Linked DNA regions of Sus scrofa: all the other regions are linked to region 1. The links are chromatin contacts, called in public Hi-C maps. All regions are on one chromosome and are shown on one strand. The core of a region is the stretch at or near the end of the contact, and the rest is flanking DNA. Distances in the headings are between cores, read along the strand shown.

What was found. Hi-C and Micro-C count contacts between places; a contact is called where the count stands out from the background.
Region 2: a contact with region 1 is called in a Hi-C map of liver, with 4 times the contacts expected there. A contact is called at or near these places in 3 of 5 promoter capture datasets (fetal liver, fetal skeletal muscle and liver) and 3 of 47 Hi-C or Micro-C datasets (embryonic fibroblasts, liver and skeletal muscle).
Region 3: a contact with region 1 is called in a Hi-C map of liver, with 4 times the contacts expected there. A contact is called at or near these places in 1 of 5 promoter capture datasets (fetal skeletal muscle), 5 of 47 Hi-C or Micro-C datasets (embryonic fibroblasts, fetal skeletal muscle, liver and 1 more) and 2 of 2 datasets of targeted methods (alveolar macrophages and skeletal muscle).

Annotation. Positions count from the first base shown.
Region 1 is chr4:95,209,339-95,213,191 of Sscrofa11.1, reverse strand. It overlaps CHRNB2 (neuronal acetylcholine receptor subunit beta-2), which reads left to right and starts at 2,108. Exons shown (of 6, transcript XM_003125722.4): 1 at 2,108-2,477; 2 at 3,835-3,853. The coding sequence starts at 2,414. It overlaps LOC110260318 (a long non-coding RNA gene), which reads right to left and starts at 2,033. Exons shown (of 3, transcript XR_002343431.1): 1 at 1,897-2,033; 2 at 1,510-1,595.
Region 2 is chr4:94,733,386-94,737,238 of Sscrofa11.1, reverse strand. It overlaps EFNA4 (ephrin-A4), which reads left to right and starts at 1,661. Exons shown (of 4, transcript XM_005663331.3): 1 at 1,661-1,867. The coding sequence starts at 1,755. ADAM15 (disintegrin and metalloproteinase domain-containing protein 15) reads left to right here. Exons shown (of 21, transcript XM_001929336.5): 20 at 57-181; 21 at 275-598. The coding sequence ends at 317.
Region 3 is chr4:94,859,959-94,863,811 of Sscrofa11.1, reverse strand. PMVK (phosphomevalonate kinase) reads right to left here and starts at 2,144. Exons shown (of 5, transcript NM_001168416.1): 1 at 1,972-2,144. The coding sequence starts at 2,066.

The sequences.
Region 1 (3,853 bases), core at 859-3,358:
TGCAGGTATGGCCAAAAAAAAAAAAAAAAACCACTTTGTCTATATCTCTATTAGAGCAGCCATCACATGGAATAACAAGTCTTTGCTGCCAAACAGTGATCTTAATAGCTGGGAGTAGGGTTTTTTGTTTGTTTGTTTTTGCTTTTTGCTTTTTTAGGGCTGTATTCACGGCATATGGAAGTTCCCAGGCTAGGGGTCAAATTGGAGCTACAGCTGCTGGCCTATGCCGCAGCCACAGCAACATAGGATCTGTGCTGCGTCGGTGACCTACACCACAGCTCTGAGCAATGCCAGATCCTTAACCCACTGAGCAAGGCCAGGGATCAAACCCGAATCCTCATGGATGCTGGTTGGTTTCGTTTCCACGGTGCCACCACCGGAATTGCCAGGACTAGGTCTTTTTGATCACTGCATCCTCAACACCTATATAATAATACCCCAAAAATGTGGTTCTAAATTTTTGAAGGGAGGGTCTTCTTCCCACTTTGAACCCTCTTCCCAGGTGGAGTGACTTCACACATTCCTTCCCTTTTCCTTAAGCTTTTATTCTCTGCTTCTTTCATTGGTTCTAAGACTTCTTGAATTCTTAAGAGATTATTACATGTTATGCACGCATGTGCTCTGGAGCTTGTGGCTACTTCCTCATGCACCATGGGGTCCCTACTCATCCCACATCGTCTCCAGTCCTTTGCTGATCCTCGTCTTGCTTTTCCTTCTCAATTCCAGAAGCTAAGTACATATTAAATATGTGGCTTTTACATGAGCTTTTAGAGAGGAATTCTCCTCTACATGTTAAAAGATGTCTGTCCAGTACCAGTCCTTTTTCCTAATTTGTGGAGTCCTCACAATATGCCAGGCACTGCGGCTGCTCGTTCATGATCTAGCAGGAGAGACGGCTATCACCTTAGACTGATTTGTTCACTCATTGAACATCCTCTAGAAACATAGAGCAGGGCACCTGACCTAATCTTTGGTCGGGCACAACTTCCCAAAGGAACTGATATTTCTGCCAGATGTTCACAGCTAAGTAGAAGGTGGCAGAAGGAAAACAGGTGATAAAAGGATCAAGGGAACTACATGTTTAAAAGGCCCTTAGGTGTGGAGGATGGGAGGATCTTAAAGACATTGCCAATAGGAGTATGGGGCTGGGGGTAGTGGCCCAGAGGAGGTGGAAGAAATAGGCAGAGCTGGAATGAGACAGAGCCTTGATGTATGATAAGACTGCTTTAGTCAGGAATCTTTTGGTTGAAAGTGACAAAATCCACCTAGGAAAAAAAGGAAGCCTTTATTGGCTCAGAAGCTAAAAGTTCAGGGCTTTCAAGATCAAAGATGTCATTGAGTTTTGACACCTCTCTCTGTCTCTGTCTCATCTTTGCTCTCCTTTGTGTTAGCCTCATTCTTGGGCTGGCCTCTGTGAAATCATTCTCTGATCCCCCTTGTCATACAGAAGCCAAAGACTGGAGAGGCAGGGAATTCGATGAGAAAGGCTAATTGATAAGGGCCACTTACCCTTCCATTCTTGAAGGTCGCCTTCTTTTCAGGCAGTGTCCACAGGGCCCACCTTAGATCCCCTGCGGGAGGGCAGAAAGCTTGGCCTTTTAGGAAGATTATGGGGGCAGAGAAGGGAACAGGTGAGGGGATCCTGTTTCCAGACACCAAAATTGTTCGCTTTCTTAAAACAGCATATCTACACCCCTCTATCACTTTCTCTGGGGGCCTAAAATGCATTTTCTTGGCTGCATCCTCAGCCTTCCCAGGAAGCAAGATCATTTGAGAAAAAATGATCTTGAGAGAGAAAAGAGGAAAAAGAAAAGGGGGGGTACCCCAGAAATTCCTGCCTCCTCATTCTGGCCCTCGATCCCCGGTGCTTAGAGGGTCCTGGCCTATTTGTCTTACTCGCTTTTTCCTCCAGAAGCTTTTCAGACCCCTCCAGGTCTGGCTCCAACTTTGGGGCTTCAAAACTCCTCCGCCGTCCCGTGAATCTTCCGTCTTCCGCCTCACGCACACCCTAACCAAGCAGGACCAACAGGAGAATACCCCACGCAGAGACCCCTTTTATTCTGAGCTCAGGCGCTTCCGCCTCCGGGGCGGAGACTCCTCCCCCCCCCCCCACCCAATTGTATTCCGAGGAAGAGCAGCCGGAAAAGCCTCCGCCTGCTCAGCCCAGGATAAGCGAGAAGCTAGTTGCTTCATGCAGCCAGCTCGTTGAGCCCCAGGAACCTCCGTGACGGCCGGCACGGCAGCACCCAAGGCCGCAAGCACAACCTGGGCTCAGCTCCAGCTGGGGGCGGGCGGGGCGGGGCGGGGCGGGGAGGGATCGGCTTCAGCACCACGGACAGCGCTCAGCCCGCGGCCCTCCAGCCTGCGGCGCGCTCCCACCACTTTAGGCGAGCCGGCGAGCTATGCCAGAGGCATGGCCTGGCGCTCTGGCCCCATGGCGCTGCTCCTCAGCATCGGCCTCCTCGGGCTGTGCTCAGGTAAGGACAAGTTTCCGCGCCCTGTCTCACCCGGGTCAGGCTCGAAGGTGGAAGGGAGGGATCCCTAAAGCGGGGAGTCTACTGGGGATTATAGGAGAGAACCTCTGGACTGCAGGGAGTACCTGGGAAACTGAACTGGGAGGAGGACAAACCCAAGTGATGCTGGGAAGAGACGGCAACCTGGGCAGTGATGGTGGGGAGGGGGTGAAAACAGAGAGGAAGGAGGGAGGCGTGTCGTCGTTCCCCCCCTCCCCCCGCTTTCTGGGGTGGCAGGAAGGGGAGACTCTGTAGCTGAGATGCCATTTGGCTTCTTGTGAAACATTATATCAAGAAAATGTACCTGGTTCAGCACCGTCCCTTGGCTCCCCATCATTTCCTGTCCTTCACGTTGAACTCCTGATCTTGCTCACTCCACAGAGGCAAGGCGGGAAGGGGAGAGAAGGACTTCTCAACTCCCTTGTAGGGTGGACAGGAGACTCGGAAGGGAAGAAGCTTTGCCAGGCTGAGAGCCAGGGAGGAGTCTCTGAGGGGTGGGATGCATTCGTGCAGAGTTGCAGAAGGCGATAGAGTGGGGAAGGAGATGGGCTTTCCATACCTGCCTGCAGTCTCATGAGAGGTGGGCTCCGTATGCATGGAACTGGGGACTAAATATATGCCCTGAACCATGGCTCTGGTAGCCAGTACCTTTGGGGGGAGAGGGGTGTCACAGTCACAGCCACATGTAGAGGCACATAGTGTTGCTTGCACACGTAGATGGGCACTGACTGAGGAAAGAGGCTGTGCGATGGGACATGAATAACTGTTCCCCTTCCACCATCCTCCAAAGCCTTCCTTGAACTATACGTATCTTCCAGGAGAAGCCATGGAGACAGAAATCTCAAGGCTTTTGAAACCATCCTCTGAGACCTTGCAGAAAGGGCAGGTCTCCACTAATCCTTGCAGAATGAGTTCTTATTTTATTTTTTAAATTATTACTATTTTTTTGGCTGTGCCTAGGGCATGGGGAAGTTCCTGGGCCAGGGATCAAACCTGCACCATAGCAGTGACTCAGGCCACTACAGTGACAACACTGGATCCTTAACTTGCTGAGATACCAGGGAATTCCCAGGATGGGTTCTTAGTCTGGAGACGTGTGTGGAGGTGCTGTCTGGGCTCCTTGGTCGGTGGTCTTAGAGAGGGACGTCTCTGTGAGGGGCTTCCATGGGGTAACCTCCGCATTTTGCTATATCTTTAGGGATGGAGCACTGGGAAGCTATAGCCTCCTGTCTGGGCCTGGGTTGTCATACTTACCTAAGGAGAGTGGGATCCTGGGTGGGCCTACATACTTACCTCCTGCCCTCTTCCCCCCAACGCCCAGGAGTCTGGGGTACAGACAC
Region 2 (3,853 bases), core at 412-2,911, 480 kb after region 1:
GAGGTGGGCAGCATGATACTCCCTCCCAAGCTGGCCTCCTGCCTTCTCTCTCTCAGCCTCAGGGGCCTACCAAGCCCCCACCCCCGAGAAAGCCACTGCCTGCTGACCCCCAGGGCTGGCGCCCTTCAGGTGACCTGCCCGGCCCTGAAGCTGGAATCCCGCCCCCGGTGGTACCCTCCAGGTAAGGAAGGTGGGGAGGTAAGGATGGGCCGGCGGGGTGAGTCGTCTGGGGAAAGGGGACCTCTGACCTTTTTCTTGGCTTCCCACATCCCAGGCCTGCGCCGCCACCCCCAGCAATGTCCTCCCTCTACCTCTGACCTCTTCTGAGGTTCTGCTGCCTCCAACCTGGACTTAGGACTTCAACAGGCGGACCCGACCGCCGGAGTCCCCCTCGACGACTGAAGTAGCTGGAGCCTGGACGCTACGGAGCAGGCATCCTAAGACCAGGCACCTACTTGCACTGTCGAGCAGCACCCTGGGGACCCACCCATGCAGTGGCAGCTGGTGGTTGGGGAGGGGCTGGGCGCTGGACGGGGCTGAGGGAGGTGCACGTAGCCTGTCTCTGCTCAGCCGCAATAAACGTAAGGTCTTGGGAGCGCGCCTTGAAGTTTGTCTGCTTAAGGAAGGAGGGTCTCCCATGCCACGATTCCAGGTCTGGCCGCCAGGAGACGCTGCCGCCCCAGACGAAGTCCGGCCCGCAAGAGTCCCAGGCTGGGTTCGCAAGTGTCCCCGGGCCGCTCGCGGCTCGTTTATGCCCAGCCTGGGATGACTCTCTGCACAGTTCAGTACCACAAAGGGGGTTGTACGCTCTCTGCCGCCCCCAGTCGCTATGTCCTTGCCCCCAACCCTGCGCGGCCTCTGGCGGCGGCCATCGACAAACCGGCCAAGCTGTTGGATCCGCCGTCCCCACCCTCTGACCAGTGGCTGGGAAAAATGGAATTGGCTGGTGCTCTCAGAGCCCCGGAGCTGGGGCGGGGCGGGGCGGCGGCTCCCACGATCCCAAGGCCGCACACCTGCCTCTCCTCTCCCCCGCCCCCACCTGAGGGTTCAGGAACAAAGGTGCTTTGTACCGGCCGCAACCACCTCATTATTTCGTCTTTGAGACTGGGGCCTTCCTTCACCGAGAACGAAGGTGTGGAGCGGGAAGGGACAGGCGCCGACTCCGAGACGAGCATCAAGCTCGCCACCTGAGGCTCTGTGGGGGTGGAGGGAATGTCCCAGGAGGCGATTTGTCCCTTCCCCTCGCGCTGTCCCTACGTATGCAAAGAAAAACGAGCAATGGTGCCTAAGATGGCTGGACAAGCTTGGTGGATCCTTGCCCGTGTCTCACTTGCCTCTTTCTGAGCAAAAAGCATGGGCACATATTTAAATATTCCAAAGATTTAATAGGGTTTTCTATTCAGTAGTAATACAGACATGAAAGACACGACCTCCCTAAAACAACTCCTAGACAGTGAACTAAGCCCCTCCACGCCGCCCTCTCGAAATGCAGTCCAGCCTTAGCGAGAGTTTGGTAAGCGGGCGGCGCGCCACGGCGCACAGAAGGTTAATCAGAGTTGGCTTTGAATGAAGAGGCGGAGACGCGCCCCCATTGGTGGAAAGTTATCTGGAGGCCGGGCCTGTGTGTCGGCACCCCACCCCCCTACCCGCAAAGCCCCCCCACACCCCCCTCCTCTGCACTTTGTACCTTTCTCGCCGCGACTGCGAAGCGGGCCGGGACAGGCCGGGCCAGACTAAACCAGACCCCGGGGGCGATGCGGCTGCAGCCCCTGCTGCGGACTGTCCTCTGGGCCGCGCTCCTCAGCTCCCCTCTGAGAGGGAGCTCTGGTCTCCGCCACGAGGTCTATTGGAACTCCAGTAACCCCAGGTAGCCGGGCCGAACCCGGCGAAGGGCGAGCCGGGCCTGCGCGCGCCCGGCGCGGGCGCGCGCCCGACACTCGCTCTGTGCGCGGCGCCGCTTGAGCTTGGCCGCGCGCTAGGGCTCCTTTGTTTGAGCCGGCGGGGGAGGAGGGAGGGGCGAGGCGTGCCCGGGGCCCCCCACCCCCGCCTGCACGCTTTGGGGGGCGAGCGGAGGACCCCGGCCCAGAGGGCAGTCGGTAGGGTCTCGGAACCCGGAGCTTGGGGGCCTCGGCCGGCACTCCGAGCCCCGCCCCCCTCACTTCTCTCCCGCGGATCCCCAGCCTCGGTCCCACTCCGCTCCGGGCGGGCTGACTTGAGAGGGAGGGTGGGGGCTTTACTTTTGTGAAAGCGCGTTACTCTTCTGGTCGCTTGGCCTCCCCCTTGGCGCTCGCTCTTTCTCCTGATTTCATCTGGCAGTGCTGCTTTCATCTCGGTCATTATTAGTCCTTCTATTTCTGTGCAGTCTCGGCCCTGCCCTTCTAGCTGAATCACCTTTGGGCAAGCCGTTTGACCTCCCTAACCTCGCTTATCTCATCTGTAAAATGGGCTAATAACGCCTAGTACCCTGGGAAATCAGGCGGACCAACTGAGATCATGTGTGTGAAAGAGGTGCAGGCTGTACAGATATAAACTATTATTTCTTTCTCTTTCCTGAGCTGTCTGCCTTTGAACCTCGATATTTTTTCCTGTTAAATCCTCCTCCCCAATTCTCCCTGCTGCTCTGATGTCTCCATCTGTTTTCCTTTCTGATTTTCTACTTGAGACAATCTGTGACTCCGTTTGTTCGCTCACTAACATTTATTAAAAGTGTATTGTGTTCCAGGACCCGTGCTAGGGTGCTGGGGATTAGAGAGAAGACCTAGGCTCTGTCCTCTGGGAACCCAAAGGACCCCTGGGTGAGCAGGCTTCAGGACAGGTCAGGACAATACCAGTACCATGCGATAAAATCTGTTGTTGTCCTCCGAATCTGAATTCCTCTCTCTGTTCCAGACCACTGCCTCTGAATCACTTCGAGGACTTAGTAAAAACTCAGGTTCCTAGCCCTTAACTCTGAGGTTTCTGGCTCATTCGTTCAATCCACAAATATGTATGGAGTGCTGTCCTTGTGCTAGACACTTTTCCAGGCACTGGGGATCCCTTGGAACAAAACATACAAAGGCCCAGCTAGTGTTCTAGGAGGTCTGAGCTGAGCCCAGGAATCTGCATTTCTAATCAGAACTCCTGATGCAGGTGGTCCTGAGACCACCCATTGAGAGAGGGCTGGGGCCTTTGGTGAGGCGTGCTGGGCTGTGTCTGGTGGGGAGGGAGGGAAAGTGGTTCGCACGGTATTTGATCCTGGGGGGCAGGGCAGCCTGCCCCAGACCTTCCCACCTGTACTGGCTCCCCCTGGGCATCTCCCAAGAGGTGAAATCTTTTTCCTGAGGAAATCTTTTCTCCTGAGGAGGCCAAAGATTGGGGGATATGTGGATGGGGCTCCCCTCCATGTCTGGCACTTCCTTGTCCTGGCAAAAAAAAAGGAGGTTCCCACCATCCGCTCTCATTCTTTTCCTTTCTTCCTTCCTTGCCTTTCTTTTTCTTTCTTCCCCTCTCTCTCTTTCTTTTTTAACTATGGCGTTCTTTTTAGCATTGAACTGTGGTCTTTTTTTTTTTGTCTTTTTGCCTTTTCTAGGGCCGCTCCCGTGGCACATGGAGGTTCGCAGGCTAAGGGTCGAATCGGAGCTGTAGCCACTGGCCTACACCACAACCACAGCAACGCGGGATCCGAGCTGTGTCTGTGGCCTACACCACAGCTCAAGGCAGCACTGGATCCCTAAACCCACTGAGCAAGGCCAGGGATCGAACCTGCAACCACATGGTTCCCAGTCGGATTCATTAACAACTGTGCCACGATGATGGGAACCCCTGAACTGAGGTCTTAAAAGGCAGCCTTCCTCTCTCTGCATCTGTTACTGAG
Region 3 (3,853 bases), core at 895-3,394, 350 kb after region 1:
ATTCAGTTGTGCAATTTGCTCAACCACTGGTTGGGTACTACATTTGGATCCAAATGCGAATAAGATATCATGATTCCTGCTCTGACCTCAAGATGCTCACAGATTTCCTTAAACACTGACATGGCGAGACAGGTGTTCTTACTTCCATGTTTCAGATGAGAAAACTGAGGTTGAGTGAGGAAAACTGACTCGCCCAAAGCTCCACTGCAAGTAACAAGGCCAATATTGGTAAAATAAAAATAGGAATTCCCGTTAGTTAACGAACCCAGCTAGGATCCATGAGGACGCAAGTTTGATCCCTGGTCTCCCTCAGCGGGTTAAGGATCGAGCATTGCCATGAGCTGTGGTGTAGATCACAGACATGGCTCGGACCCAGCACAGCTGTGGCTGTGGTGTTGGCTGGCAACTGTAGCTCCGATTTGACCCCTAGCTGGGAACCTCCATATGCCATGGGTGCGGCCCTAAAAAGACAAAAAAAAACATTAAAAAAGTAAAAACTTTTTTAAAAAGCCAGGATTTAGGTCCTGTGTCTCAACTAAGTGCCAAGAATTATTCCAAGCCCTTCATGTACATTATCTCATTTAACCCTATTACTGACTCCATTTTACAGATGGCAAAACTGAGGCACACAGTTCATAAGAAACTTGTGCAAGATCACACTCCAATAAGTGGTGAGTCAGGATTTGAATCCCAGCAGTCTAATTCCAGAGCCTGTGCTTCTGACCACTATTTGATTTCTGTGTTTGGGGGTGAAGAGAAACAAAACTTAGGAGAAAGTGGCAGACACTTAGTGGTGAACGATTCAGGTGGCAAACTCTGCCCTGGGCTTTTCCACAACCTCTTAGAACCCCCATGGTGCCCCAAAGCAACCTCCTGGTACCCCCACCACACTGGCCCTCAAGAGGACCTGGCTTCTGTGCTCTCCAGGGCCGCATCTCAGCAAAAGTGCTCCCACACCGAACATCTTACTTGGAGAGAAAACCTGAGCAAAAGGTATTATCTGGAGAAGCAGTGGGATAAAGCAGAAGGAATTCATTCCTTGGAGCTAGACTAAAGCTGAATTTGAGTCCTGGATCTGCCAATTACTTTGTGCTCCTGGCAAGTCTGGGTCTGGGTTTTGGGGTTTGCTTGCTTGTTTGTTTTTTTGCCATTTCTTGGGCTGCTCCCACAGTACATGGAGGCTAGGGGTCTAATCGGAGCTGTAGCTGCCAGCCTACGCCACAGCCACAGCAACGGGAGATCCGAGCCTCCTCTGTGACCTACACCACAGCTCACAGCAACACCAGATCCTTAACCCACTGAGCGAGGCCAGGGATCGAACGCGCAGCCTCATGGTTCCTAGTCAGATTCGTTAACCGCTGTGCCACAACGGGAACTCCTGTTTTGTTTTGTTTTGTTTTTTAACTTTTCAGAGTGTGGGTTTCTTCATTTGTGAAACGGAGATACTGACGAATAAGACCACACAGTACCTAACAAAGAAATTTTGAGAATTAAATTATATATCCATACAGTATTTGGCACACAATAAAGGCTCAAATAAACCCCAGGTCCTAGGTGATTGTGGGGCAAAGATTTGTCTTTGGAGTCAGACACACTGGGGTGTGGGCTGAGAAAATTCCTTTATTTGTGACTCAATTTCCTCATCTGTAACAGTTACCTGGCAACACTGTCTGGAAGACTGGGAGTGGTTTATAAAAAGTGCCTTTTTTATAACTTCTTTATGCTTCTTGGAGAGACCTAACAGCTTACAGCTTCTGGAGAGGTGGGCCCCTGGTTCTTTGAGGAGGGCTGTGTGTAGATTCTCTTCAACGTGATGGTGACAATCCTGCACCTCTCGCCGCCCAGGGCTCCCCCTGCCCAGCAACATGAGGACCCCCTACGCAAAGTACACTCTATCACACCCAAACACACCCCTCGTGTCACGTGACTGGGGATCTCCCCGGTCCTCCTCCGTCCCGGCCCCACGGACACCTGCTCTGCAGCGCCTCGGTCACGAAGTCCTTCCCGGATTTCCTCTTCCCGCTGAAAAGCAGCACCAACCGCGGGACGCTTCCCAGGGGTGCCATGGGGCCGCTACGCTTTGCGATCCCTACAGCGGATCCTGAACCCTTACCCCTTAAATCGAGCCACCCGGCACAGAATGGACGCGGCCACTGGATGGAGCGGCAACAAGAAGGGGTTCCGCCCGCCCGTCTTCTCCATGGCCGTGGAGAGGATGGTCAACCTGCACAAGTGCTTCTGTGCCTTTACACTAAAGCCTACATAAATGGACTGTGGAGAGAAAGAAGGTTAAGTCCCTGGGCAGCTTTCTCCCCTAAAGAAGCTCCCCTGCCAGAACTCATTTGGAACAGTCCAACCCGCCCAGACTCTAACGTCACGGCCTCGCCTTCTGAGCTGACGCTCGTGACACGTGAGGGGGCGGGAATTGGACGCGACTATTTTCCTCCGAGGAGGAGTGACATCTTAAAATGTCCGAAGTGACCCTCACGCTGTCTTCCACACCGTCCTAAAAAATTGTGAAAAAAAAGAATAAACGTGTTCATATTGCAGACGTTTTCAAAACTGCCTTTTTATCTGTGCATTTTAATGTACGTGTAAAGCCAATCCTTATATGCCCCACAGTGAAAATGGGTGTTTCTGGAGACGAAACCTGGCGAGGACTCGAGAGGTGTGTCTGGTGACGTCATGCTGGGGGTGGGACTTAGTCAAAAGACCTGATTTTATTGTTAAGCCGGTTTGAAAACCGGAGGGGTCGATGTGTTCGACCCTTTAAGGCCCGCGAGAAAATTCTCATCGCTTTTCTAGCCGCATCCTTCACTCCAAAGATTTTCGGAATCCACAGAGCTTGGAATGACTATAGAATAAGTTAAAAGGGGGCTTTGAAGCCACTTCTGGAAATTACCTAGTTTTATGTGGAGTCCAGCTCTCAGCCAGGAGTTCTAGGGGGAAAAATAAGGGATGCTGATCTGTCCCTTCCCTGAATTCCCAGTCCTGCCTCTGCTCCCAGCGGTTGACAGCCAGCCCGTTAAGCAATCAGAATTTCTTTTTTTTGTTTTATGTATTTAATTATTTTGCTTTTTAGAGCCGCACCGGGGCATATGGAAGTTCCCAGGCTAGGAGTGGAAGCAGAGCTGTAGCTACCTGCCTACACCACATCCCCAGCAATGCTGGGTCTGCGACCTACACCGCAGCTCGTGGCAACGCCAGATCCTTAACCCACTGAGCGAGGCCAGGAATCGTGGCCTCATGGATACTAGTCGGATTCGTTTCCGCTGAGCCACAAGGTGAACTCCTGCAAGTGGAGTTTCTTTAGCTCTGGCTCTGTCACAGCTGTCCGGTAGTTCTCTGAGCTTGTCAACACAGGGCCTGCGACCCATTACTGCCTCCATCTTACAAGCTATAAGGTCATGTGCAGAGAAATGAGATGGAAAGACCTTCTTTGAGAGAAACCATTAATTCACTGAATATTGAAAACATGGCACAGGAGAAGCTGTGGACATTGAATGATCAATGGTCAGATACACAAAGATTGGACTTTGGGAAGGTCTTTTTTTTCTTGTAAACAACTCTGAAAGCAGTACACTCATCTGGGAATTTAGAGGGCAGCTAGAGGGGAGTTGTAATCCCAGCTTTGACTCTTAGCGGGAACGTGACCGTCAGCAAGTCACTCTGAGTTCATCATTGATAATGCACACCTCGCTGGGTTGCAATAAGAAGGAAATGAGGACAACACATGCTAAAAAACAATGAAAATGCTTTGGAGAGTTCCCGTCGTGGCTCAGCAGAGATGAATCTGACTAGGAACCATGAGGTTGTGCATTCGATCCCTGGCCTCCCTCAGTGGGTTAAGGCT